Regions from separate parts of the Anser cygnoides genome. Here regions 1 and 3 are each linked to region 2. The links are chromatin contacts, called in public Hi-C maps. All regions are on one chromosome and are shown on one strand. The core of a region is the stretch at or near the end of the contact, and the rest is flanking DNA. Distances in the headings are between cores, read along the strand shown. Region 1 holds the start of HMOX1 (heme oxygenase 1). Region 2 overlaps RBFOX2 (RNA binding fox-1 homolog 2). Region 3 holds the start of TXN2 (thioredoxin 2).

Evidence for each region. A called contact is a pair of places that touch in the nucleus more often than the background predicts.
Region 1: a contact with region 2 is called in a Hi-C map of liver, with 2.7 times the contacts expected there. The contact joins the promoter of HMOX1 here to the enhancer-like site in region 2. A contact is called at or near these places in 2 of 7 Hi-C or Micro-C datasets (both in liver).
Region 3: a contact with region 2 is called in a Hi-C map of liver, with 2.5 times the contacts expected there. The contact joins the promoter of TXN2 here to the enhancer-like site in region 2. A contact is called at or near these places in 2 of 7 Hi-C or Micro-C datasets (both in liver).

The regions. Positions count from the first base shown.
Region 1 is chr1:56,883,939-56,887,202 of Taihu_goose_T2T_genome, reverse strand. HMOX1 (heme oxygenase 1) reads left to right here and starts at 2,011. Exons shown (of 5, transcript XM_013181078.3): 1 at 2,011-2,169; 2 at 2,486-2,606. The coding sequence starts at 2,138.
Region 2 is chr1:56,630,711-56,634,050 of Taihu_goose_T2T_genome, reverse strand. All of the region lies in intron 3 of RBFOX2 (RNA binding fox-1 homolog 2), which reads right to left. Among named protein-coding and RNA genes, the nearest start is that of RBFOX2, 38 kb to the right of the region's middle. Within about 2 kb of position 1,945, at least 2 of the 3 cell types and tissues checked have open chromatin away from gene starts, as enhancers often do. A contact at or near this core is called in liver, where this site is marked.
Region 3 is chr1:56,484,989-56,488,567 of Taihu_goose_T2T_genome, reverse strand. It overlaps TXN2 (thioredoxin 2), which reads right to left and starts at 1,424. Exons shown (of 4, transcript XM_048048298.2): 1 at 1,302-1,424; 2 at 1,046-1,206. The coding sequence starts at 1,206. FOXRED2 (FAD dependent oxidoreductase domain containing 2) reads right to left here. Exons shown (of 9, transcript XM_066996741.1): 7 at 3,514-3,579; 8 at 2,986-3,156; 9 at 1,591-2,724. The coding sequence ends at 2,474.

The DNA of each region.
Region 1 (3,264 bases), core at 762-3,261, 250 kb before region 2:
AACTCTGGAAGACAGGGAAGGAGGATGACCTCTTGGATGCATCCTTTAAGTGCTTCTAAGCACACAACTTTTGGAGAGGAGGCAGGGGCAGGGGACAAAAGCAACTAAATGCAACTGGAAAGCCCTTGGGGAGGAATAGGGTACACTACCAGAGCTGCAGGACAGAGGTGTAAGGAGGGATAGGGCTTGGAGGTGTTTTGTTTTGTTTCTTTCTTTTTTTTTCTTCCCTATATTATTTCTTATTCATAAAATGAATATTATTGTTCATTTTCACATATTTCCTTCTTCCCTCCACCAGAACTGCAGGCTCAATCTGCGCTCCAGCTCAGGAGCTGTTTTGTGTCAAAACAGGACTCACTGAAAACAGCACATGAGCTTCTAGAGAGTGATGTCAGTGGAAAAAATCTCATTTTGGGGCCAGTCCAGTGACAAAAAAAGCATCAACATCTTCAGGCAGCACTGGCCATGCTGCCCTGTGCTCCCCGCTCTGCCAGCAGACATCTGGGGCTTTGTCACACTTGCTTCGAAGCTTCGGACATCCCGATACGTTTATTTTATAGGAAAATAAGCAGGCCAGCAGCAAGTCGTGTGAGAGGGCCTGGGAGCAGGAGAGGAGCTGCCAGTTTTTGCTAGAACGCTCTGTTGCTTTAACGAGGGGAGCCCTACAGGAAAAGCCTGGCTGAGTCAGGGTGGAAGCGCTGAGTAATCCTTCCTGAGCCTGCGCCGCTCACCAGATGTCTGCCCCGGTCCCAAACCAGGCGTGGGGCACGTTTCCTCTGGGACAGTTTTCTAGCCCCCTGCAGCTGGGGTGTAAGTGTAGGGCCAAGGCAGCACGTGAGGTGCACGGCTTGGGTGGCAGTGCCCGCTGCTGCAGCGCTGGCTTTGAGTGCCCCGCTCTTTTGGCTTGAACACAAAATTTGTGTTTTCCCAAAGCACAGCTGGACAATGCATCTTCCATCCCGGCTAGCTGTGCTTCCAGCAGAGCTGCAGATGGAAAAGAAGGGTCCCACTTCATCTGTTGGCTGCCTCCTCGACCACCGAACCAGACAAAACAGCAGAGAAGCCAGCTACTGGCAGCAGCGCCTTGACCAACTCTCCTTTGCTAAATCAGAAATTATTTGCCTTTGCAAATCTCTGCACGTTTCCTCAGAGTTTACCCCAAGTCTCGCACCACATCTTTGCAGTCCTCCACACACAGCAGCTATTTCCAGCCATCTGGGTGTGGAGGAGATGGAGCTGCTGTGGGCAAGTGGCCCCTGCTGTTACCGCAACCGTGTGCAGGGCGTTTCAGGAGGTAACAGCAGGGGCCACTTGCCACACAAACACGGTATTTTTGCCATCATACCGGAGAGCAGAAAGGATTTCTCCATGCGTTGGTGCAGGCACACCTGTGCTGGCTCTGTGCATGGAGACAAGGTGAATTCAGCAGGGTCTGGTGCTGTGCAGCTGTACTTGTGGCACTTGCAGACTCGAGCTGGTGCACGTGCCACAGCACCTGCATCACCCTGGGTGCCCAGGACTGGCGCAAAGCCCAGCGTCCTACTGTGCAGAGCTCCTCATCCCGTGGCCAGCAAGCTCTGTGTTACGTGAGAGGCTATGAAGATGCTCACTGCCATGGGAAATGAAACGTTTGCACCGGAGGCTTGCTAGAGCAGGTTAGGACAGATGTAGTGTGAGCTCCAGAGGCAGGGCGCAGCTGGGACACAGATGGGTGTAGGGAGAGGCGGCTGCCCACCCTGCCACGGGCATTGCCCCCATAAACCCACCCCTCCTTGCCCAACCCCGCCGCCCCAACACCAGGAGCCCCCCCCCGGGGAAGGAGAAGTGGCCGGGCATCCTCTTGTTTGCGCTGAGCTGTCACGAAGCATCGGGTGACTTCCTCCTGCCTTCCGAGGCTGGCCTCCTTCTGGGGGGCGAGGCAGGGCGACAGCCACGCTGGGAAGGGAAGTGCAGTGTGTTGCAAGAAGTTTGTGCTCACACTGAGGTCAGCGGTTCGGCTGCTCACGTGGCTCGTCGGTATAAAGCTGGATGCGGGAGCTGGGCTGCCCAGCTCAGACGCCTCGCCGTCCTGGGAGCAGAGGGGAAGGAGGAGCGCGAGCAGGAGAAAACAAACAGCAGGGAAACGACGTGGAGAAACATGGAAACTTCCCAGAAACAGAGCTCTGAAAGGTGAGAGCGGGGCAAGGGAGAAAGGGTACGTTTTAGCTGAAAGAGTAGTGCATTGCTCCTTCTGCTTTTAAGCACGGTGTTCCTGTTTCTGCTCTGCAGGGAGCAGCTTGCTCCTCCTCTCCCCTCTGGATGGAGTCTGTCAGTATTCCCCGCTCCGGACAGCGACTGGGATGCTGGCACCCCAGTCCCTGGCTCTCGGGATCTCTCTGCTCCTTTTCCTGCCGCCCCAGGCTCCCCGCTTTTCCTAGAGAGCTGAGATCTGTTTTTGCTGGAGGGGAGCCACAACTCTGATGTCTGTCCCGCTGCTTTTCCCCAGCATGTCTCAGGACCTGTCGGAGCTCTTGAAGGAAGCCACCAAGGAGGTGCACGAGCAGGCGGAGAACACACCCTTCATGAAGAACTTCCAGAAGGGGCAGGTGTCCCTCCACGAGTTTAAGGTATGATATTAACATCAGAGCAGCATAGCTCGGGTACGGGATTTCCTCACCAGGAAGCACGCTGTTGGATGGGACAGGATGCGTGGGGACTAAAGCAGGGTGGAGGGGGGCAGCATCAGCATCTCCTGTGCAAAACAAGCCACAGCACCCTCCTATCCTACCAGCCCCTCCTGCAGGATGCAAGGCAGGGCTGTGCCTTTCGGGATGGGCAGCCGAGCTGAAGCAGGAAAAAAAGACAGTGAGACTGAAGGGATTAATCTAACTGCTTTTATGAGTCTTCATAAATGCCTGCATGTTAATTAGTGGCAAAGGCGGTTAATGGAGATGTAACAATGTGCAGATATGCGAGTGGCTTAAGCGTCAAGAATGGAGCGCGCTAAATTTAGAGCACCCTGAGCAGTTACAGCTAGAAATAATGGTGGGCTAGCGATAAAGTGAGGCTGTGAGATCAAGTCGGGCCCCAAACCTTGCAGTGGTTTAGTTGTCACTTGGGTTATAGCAGGCTGAGATCAGGAACAAATTGCTCAAAGGCACTGAACTTGAGCAAGCTGTATCTGCTGCTAGCAGGTAGGAGCCTGTTGCTTTTCTTGAAATATTAAGAGTTATTTGCAGCTACTAGTCTGTGTCTAACCTGGCTATAGGGGATGCCTGGGATCTG
Region 2 (3,340 bases), core at 696-3,195:
GTGCAAATAAGGTGGCAAACAAACCAAAAACCCACAAACATTAACCCTCCCTTCCAGCTCCCTAATAACAACACTTCTGCTGCCACACACTTACCATTTACCCAGCAAGTTAGCATACTCACTAGAGGGTGTATTTCCATGGCCAGTTACAAGGAGGGAAACAAATTAAAAACCAAAATGCTTTTCAGGAATACTACCTAAAAATTTAAACTCTTGAGACAAGAAGTCTTTATAACTGGAGAGACCACGGCTGGTGCAACCATGGTACAAGTAAGAGCAGAGAAGTAACCGAGCCATTTTCCTCCAGAAGGTTACTATTTTATGACAAGGGCAGCTTGATATGTTAACACTGCACTAAACCAAGAGATTTTTGTGGATACCCTAATCCATGCTGAAACTCCAAGCTGCTAACAAAGTTGAGGCAACATCCCCAAATTCATGCTTCATCCATGTGATGGAGAGGAGGGAGACAGACAAAGGAGACCCAGACCACCCAGAGGAGGGGACGGAGGTTTCCCTGTGTGAGCTCCCTGCCAAAAGCCTGCTGCTCGGGGCAGACAGCACCAAGGGAGGGGAGCAGCGGTGCCTGCCTGCAGCCAGCTGCAAGAGGAAGCCTCTTGCCCACCATCCTGCCTCCCGCGGGGGCTCACACACACCCCTCACATCTTGGGATGAAGGGCTTCCTCGCCGAGCTCCCCACGCAAGGAAAATAAACAGAAAGAAAGCAAGAGGGGAGGCTTCCTGTTGTCACAGCCTGCCGGCACCGCTCACCCAGAGCAGCCCCACAGCCGCAGTGAGGGAGCGCATGCAGCCTGCTGCTTCCCGCGATGCTCCACCAGATAGGCCAAAGCAGCAAGAGAGCAGCAGCCCAGGGGAACAGGCTGACAATTGGAGAGGATTTAACAGCATTTCACCTCAAGCCTGAACTCGAACTGAGGGGCTAGTGATAAAGCTGTTCCTAGTAGTTGCCATGGGCACTCAGGCTACCCAGGGCTGCAGGCTCATCTACATAGATGAGAACAGCAGGTCAGGCCCGGTGAGTGCTCGGATGGCAAACCAGCCACCGAAATTACACCGCTGAAGGAAGTGTCATTTGTGACAGGTAATGACATTTCCACCACATTAGTACCGAGCCAATGGCCCAGTTTAATTTAAGAATGGCACTCACAGAAGCGTAAGCTTTAAAAAGAGGCTTCAAACCAACATCCTAACCTGTTATGATAGCTGCGGATCACTTTCCATAACAGAAGAGGTGTAACAGCTCTAACATCCTGACCCAGTTCTGGTGTGTGCAATTACCTCCTGCTTGCATAAACTCTCTCTCCTCCTCTCATCCCTTCAGTGGGAGCCGAACAAGGTGTTCTTGCTCATTTCGTTTCCTGTTGGAGAACATATTTATTTTGTGCAGCTGCCAAACGCTGCCACAGAAGTGCCAGTATTCAGCAGCAATTCAAATGAATTTTAGATATCACTTCTAATACACATGAAAAGCACTAGAGCAATTCGACATAGACCTTGGCTATATATAAAACAAGCTGGCATAGTTAGCACGGAATAACTTTCCAGAGCCAGAGTATTTATTCTTGACGAGTTTGTATATAAAAGTTGTGTCAGTATAGCTGTACTGGCCATTTTCCACACGGAGACAAACTCCTAGGATCTCAGAGCTGTTTGTCACAGCTTGGGAAATGAAGCAAAGAAGTCTTGGTTCACTGCATTTCAGGCAGGCACTCATGTTACAAAAAAAGAAACACCATTTTGCTAGCAGGCCCGACAGAGGGATACAGCACCGAATAGCCTCCAGAGAAAAAGCTCTCCTCACCAAAAGACTCAGTTCTCATCTCAGTTAACAGCCTTACGTTAACGCTTCCCGCATTCTCCCTTTATGGAGGCCTTCATTTGTGCTGTCATCCTAGCACTGCAGAAATGCAGGGGCATCCTGCTGTGCCTGCATGGGCATTATGGATCCACAGAGCAAACCTCGAATTCTTGAGAACAGTCCCAGGGAGCTCTGCAGCTCCTCATACAGCTGTACCAGCCCCAGGAGCGCCGCACTAACAGCGGCAGAAAGCTCTCTCGTTTTAGGCAAACTGTTACCATACTGATTTAGCACACATGCTCCTCGAGCCCTGCCACCACAAAAAGCCCAGCAGGACAGCACCCTGGCAGGACAGGCAAGGAGCAGGGGGGCTGTGCTGTGCGTTATCATAAAGCAATCATGCAACACCAAATGAAGAGAAATACAGCCTCGACATGAACTCATCTCCCTTGCCTCAGTGCTGCTGCCCATGCGTGATGATGACAGAACACTTAAATATTTGGGAGAGCACACAAGATAAACTTTGGACTGTAGACCTAAGCGCTCCCAAACGGCCAAAGCAAGGACTCAAACCAATCACATATCCCCGCTAGCAGAAAGAAAACTGTAATAATCTGGAACATCTGGGTACGCTTTAACCACTAGAGGGTGTAAAAACAGCATAGTGAAAGGTTTGCAGCCAGCAATTAGTGGCAGAGAGCTGGAAGGAGCGAGAAGGACTTACAAATAAGTGAAGGAGTAGGATGCTAAGTAAGGTGAAAGAAAGGGTAGGTTATATCCAGAGAATTTCTAGTAGGACTGCTGTGGTCAAACGATGAGGTGCCTGAAAATAAACCTCCGCTCTGCTACTTCTGCTAAGGAAAACATTGCGGTAAAAAGCACAGTACAGGGATTTGCAATAAATAAGTGCAATGGCAAAGAGCAAGATACACAGATTTACGCTCTCCAACTCAAATCCAGCTCCTAATCTGATGAAATGGAGAAATCTGACACAATTGCTCCTGCATCTCGTAATTAACTTTGTTACAGGGTCAGGATTACTGCACACAATCCCACACCACTTCCTTCCTCCCTCCCCAGTGCAGAAAAGCAGGTGATGCATCAAGCAGGACTCTCTCTCCCACACCAGCCCATCTGTAGCAACAGAGGGCTTCTTTCTGCTGCTGTCGTGTTAGAGGTTCCCAATCAGATTAGCTAAAAGCCTTGAAACCTCATTAGTGAAAACCAGACCTGAATTTAATCCGTTTCAGGGCCAAAAGCAAGAAGGAAGGAAAAAACCTTTACCACAGATCAAAATGTCACCAAGAAGAGATTTAATTATTTATTTTGAACAACTATTTGCTAAAATGAAAACACCAAAGTGTTGCTGATGCTGTTTGCCCACTGGGAAATCTCTGTGAAGCTATGTTCCACCTGAAATACATAAGGACACCGGCTAACATACATCCATCCCTTCCTGCTCAGCCATACAGAGCCCTCTGGAGATGCCCAGTCCATAGCACAGCTTCCCGAGCCCATCGC
Region 3 (3,579 bases), core at 175-2,674, 140 kb after region 2:
GGGAGGCAAGTGCAGCAGCAGCAGGCACGGAAGGCTGGAACGCCAGTGCCTTTACCACCGTTTTACCTCTCTTGTCTTCAGCCCAACCTCTATGCTACGGGACGCTGCTGGCATTGAACGCCGAGCATAAACATTAACCAGCTCCCCCAGCCCGGGCTGTCCTCCTTCTGCTGCTCAGCCGTTCGTCCCTGCCCTGCTCACGTGTTGAGCTGTAACCCAGATGGCCACAACGCCGCCGTGGTGCAAGCGTTGCTGTCAGGCATGGGGGCAGCCACCTGCACACCTATTGGCTCGTGCCAATTATCACAGGCTTGCCTGTGTACTTACTGCAGAGTTAGCTGCAAAAATTGCAGACATAGCAGGCGTTTAACGCAAGAACATGGCAGCCACGGCAGATTTTGCAAGGCCCCACACAGGGAAAACAGTGCTGCACCTAAACACGCTGGTTAGGGAGCTGTGAACTCCCTCAGGCCAAGGAAAACACAAGTTAAAGCTCTGAGTGCCCTTTTCATGTAAAACATAAGCTCATGCAAAACGTAAGTTTTGTGCCTCCTTCCATGTTGGGTTTCAGGCTTTCCATTATTTGTCTTTTTCTCCCTGGATGACCCCAGTTAATGTTGGTTGTGGTTCGTCAGTTTGGTCTGTTTAGTGCAGCTGTTTTGGGGCTGCTCTGTAGCCTGTTTGCCCAGAATCAGCCACAACTCCTATGGCAGCACTACAGGACCGTGAAAACACTTGAAAAAGCAGTATAATCGGCATCGTTAATCCAGCGGATAACATCCAGGAATATTTTAACTGGCAAGAGCACAACAACAGTTTTATCGATCACAAACATTGCTTCTGCTACCGTGAGGCTGTCAAGAGCTCTGGCCCAAGAGCGCACGGTGCTAGAGCTGCAGAGACACAGCGTGAGCCTGCGGGGAGGTACAAAACGCGCGTTAACGTCGCTCTGTGTTTTTTGGGGGGACACTTAGCCCCGAGAAGCGATGAAGGGCGTTACCGGAGCCTCGCCGTGCCCCGGGGCTCGGCGCTGCCGGGCACTTACTGCGCGTGGAAGTCCACCACGACGGGCTTGGCGCTGTTGACCACCCGCTCCTGGAAGTCGCCGCCGTCCTGCACGTTGAAGGCGCTCGGGCGGGCCGCGGAGGTGCCCAAGGCCCTGCCGGGGCCGGCCAGCAGCCGACGGAGCGCCAACCTCTGCGCCATCTGCGGGGAGAAGAGGGGGGCGTCAGGGCGGGGGGGCGGTCGCGATCCCCGTCCCGATCGCGACCCCGCTCCCTATCGCGGCCGCGGCCCCGCACCTCGCCCTGCCCGCAGGTGCCCAAACCCGCTTCCGGCCGTCTCTGCGGATGGAGCCGCCCCCCCCCGCCCCGTTTGCGGGAGCTCAGTGGCTGCCGCTGCTGTCACTCGCACCCAGCCGCCGGCTTGGGGCGGAGCAGGCTGCTCCGCGGGGACCTTTTTCGTGCCCCCTGGGGGAGCTTTGTCGCGCACCCCCGCGATTCATTGGGATTTAGGGGACCGGCCCCGCGTGGAGCCCCCCCGGGGGACGCACACGAACGCGTGGGGATAACAAAGGGGCAGGAAAGCGCAGCCCACCACCCAGCCAGCCCTTGGGAGAGGGGTTTTGGGGTGAGCGGAGGGGAGAGAAAGAAACAGGACGAGCGTTTTGTCACCAAAGTGCACCTGGAACTTTCTTGTCGGGATGCAGTGCAAAGAGGAGGGGTGGCGGACATGCTTTATAAAACGGGGTGTGTGGGGGGGCTTTTTAGGGTGTTTGGTACAGAGAAGAAATGTTTGGACAGCAGGCCCACAGTCAGTGTGAGTCTCTCTGCCCTAGGACTGGAGGCAGGCTGCTCAGCCGCGTAGGGCGAAGGGTCTCTTGTAGTGCTCTCCTGGAAATGAGAAATTATCCCCGCCGGACTTAACTAAAAACCCACCACCCCTCTGTGCCCACCTCCGGCACCGCCCTAAATCAAAGGCAGCAAAAATACCGTGCAGTTTGCCCAGAGAACCACTTCTGGATTCGGTACACAAACAGATCCCGAAGCACTCGCAGCACCCAGGGAGCAGCGCGCCCGCACCAGGCTGCCACGGGACACGAGCAAGTCACCTCACAAGAGGGAGGTGACAATGTAAGTCACCCAAACGTCCCTCAAATCTCCCCTTTTGGACCCCTGGATGTCGCTGCAGATGCTGGCCTAGGCTATAAACACCACCTTCAGGCAACTCTGAGCACTGCAAGGACAAAGCGGGCGCCTCAGCACCGCCGGATTTCAGGCCCTGCCTTGTCCTTGGGAGCACGTCGGTCCTTTCTGTAACAGCAAGATCTGAGCAGGTCTTTGGCAAGTCGTGAACGGCAGAAGAAGGGATGGGGATGGAAGAGGCGCGGGGGAGAGGGGAGAGCCCTGCCGGGGATCTCTGTTACAGTACTGGCACAGCAGCACCCGTGGGTTTCCGCGCGGCGGGAGAAACGTTAGAGTTCGTCCTTGGCGTTAACGAGATGCTGCAGCGGGCGGACGGGTACGACGTGGTCCTTCAGCAGCTGGTCCCCGTCGGGGAGTTTGTCACCTGAGAAGTCCGCGGCAGCAAAATCCTCCAGCAGGCCGGCTGCTACCGCGTGGCGCCGGAGCCTCTCGCTCCCCGCCAGTCCTTGCATCCTCGCGTAGCCCTGCTGGCAGAAGGGAGGCAGCTTCTGGCGGGTGAGGGCGAAGAGGAAACAGGATTCTGCCAGGGAGAGCACAAAAAAGTAAATGAGACTCACCGGAGACACCCTGTAGAGAACAATTCCCAAAGGCTTTTGGGAACACGCACGCAGCACCAGCACTTTTTACTGTCCGGGGAGCACATCGGAGAGGTGTGACTGACTGCGAGAGCGCCAGCGCATCGCAGGGAGATCTCAGTTATTTGCAGAAGAGCTCGCTCCTGTCCCGTGTCCCTCACGTCCCTCCTCCACCTCCTGCCACCTCAACCCCAGGCTCAAATTACCTGCGAAGAAACTGCGCAGGTCGGTGCTGAGGCAGTTCTCCAAGAAACGCCTCAGCGGCAGGATGTGAGCGTTTGGGGCCGTCCAGTCTGTCAGAAAATCCTCCACGATGTGATGGATGGCATCTGGGCGGGGGAGAGGCCAATCGGGGGGACGAAGTTTCATCTCACGCTCTGCCAAGAGACCATTAAGGGAAACTCTCAGAATCAAAATGGAATTAGAAAGGGGAAGCAGAAAGCAGCCGCAACAGCTGTAGCAGTTTTTGCCCTGACCTAATCCCTACCTTACTCTCACATTTGCAATCCCCTCTGCTAGCTCTGTCCTGAGGAGCCCTGCCACCGCAGCATCTCCCATCGTTTCCCTCTGGAAGGGACTGCCCATCAGGCTGAACTGTGCTCAGGCTTTAGTGCTGCCACCCACCAAGCTGCTTTCCTTGCAGGTCAGGCTGCCCCCCGAGTTGATCTTTCCGAGGTGAGGATTCAGTACACACACTGGCTGGACAGAGGCTTCGCAGCGGAACAGAGCTTTACCTGTTGGGAGGCGTTTGTAGTAGTAAATCACAGGGTGCAAGAAGTTGGACTGCCAGGCGTGCTGCG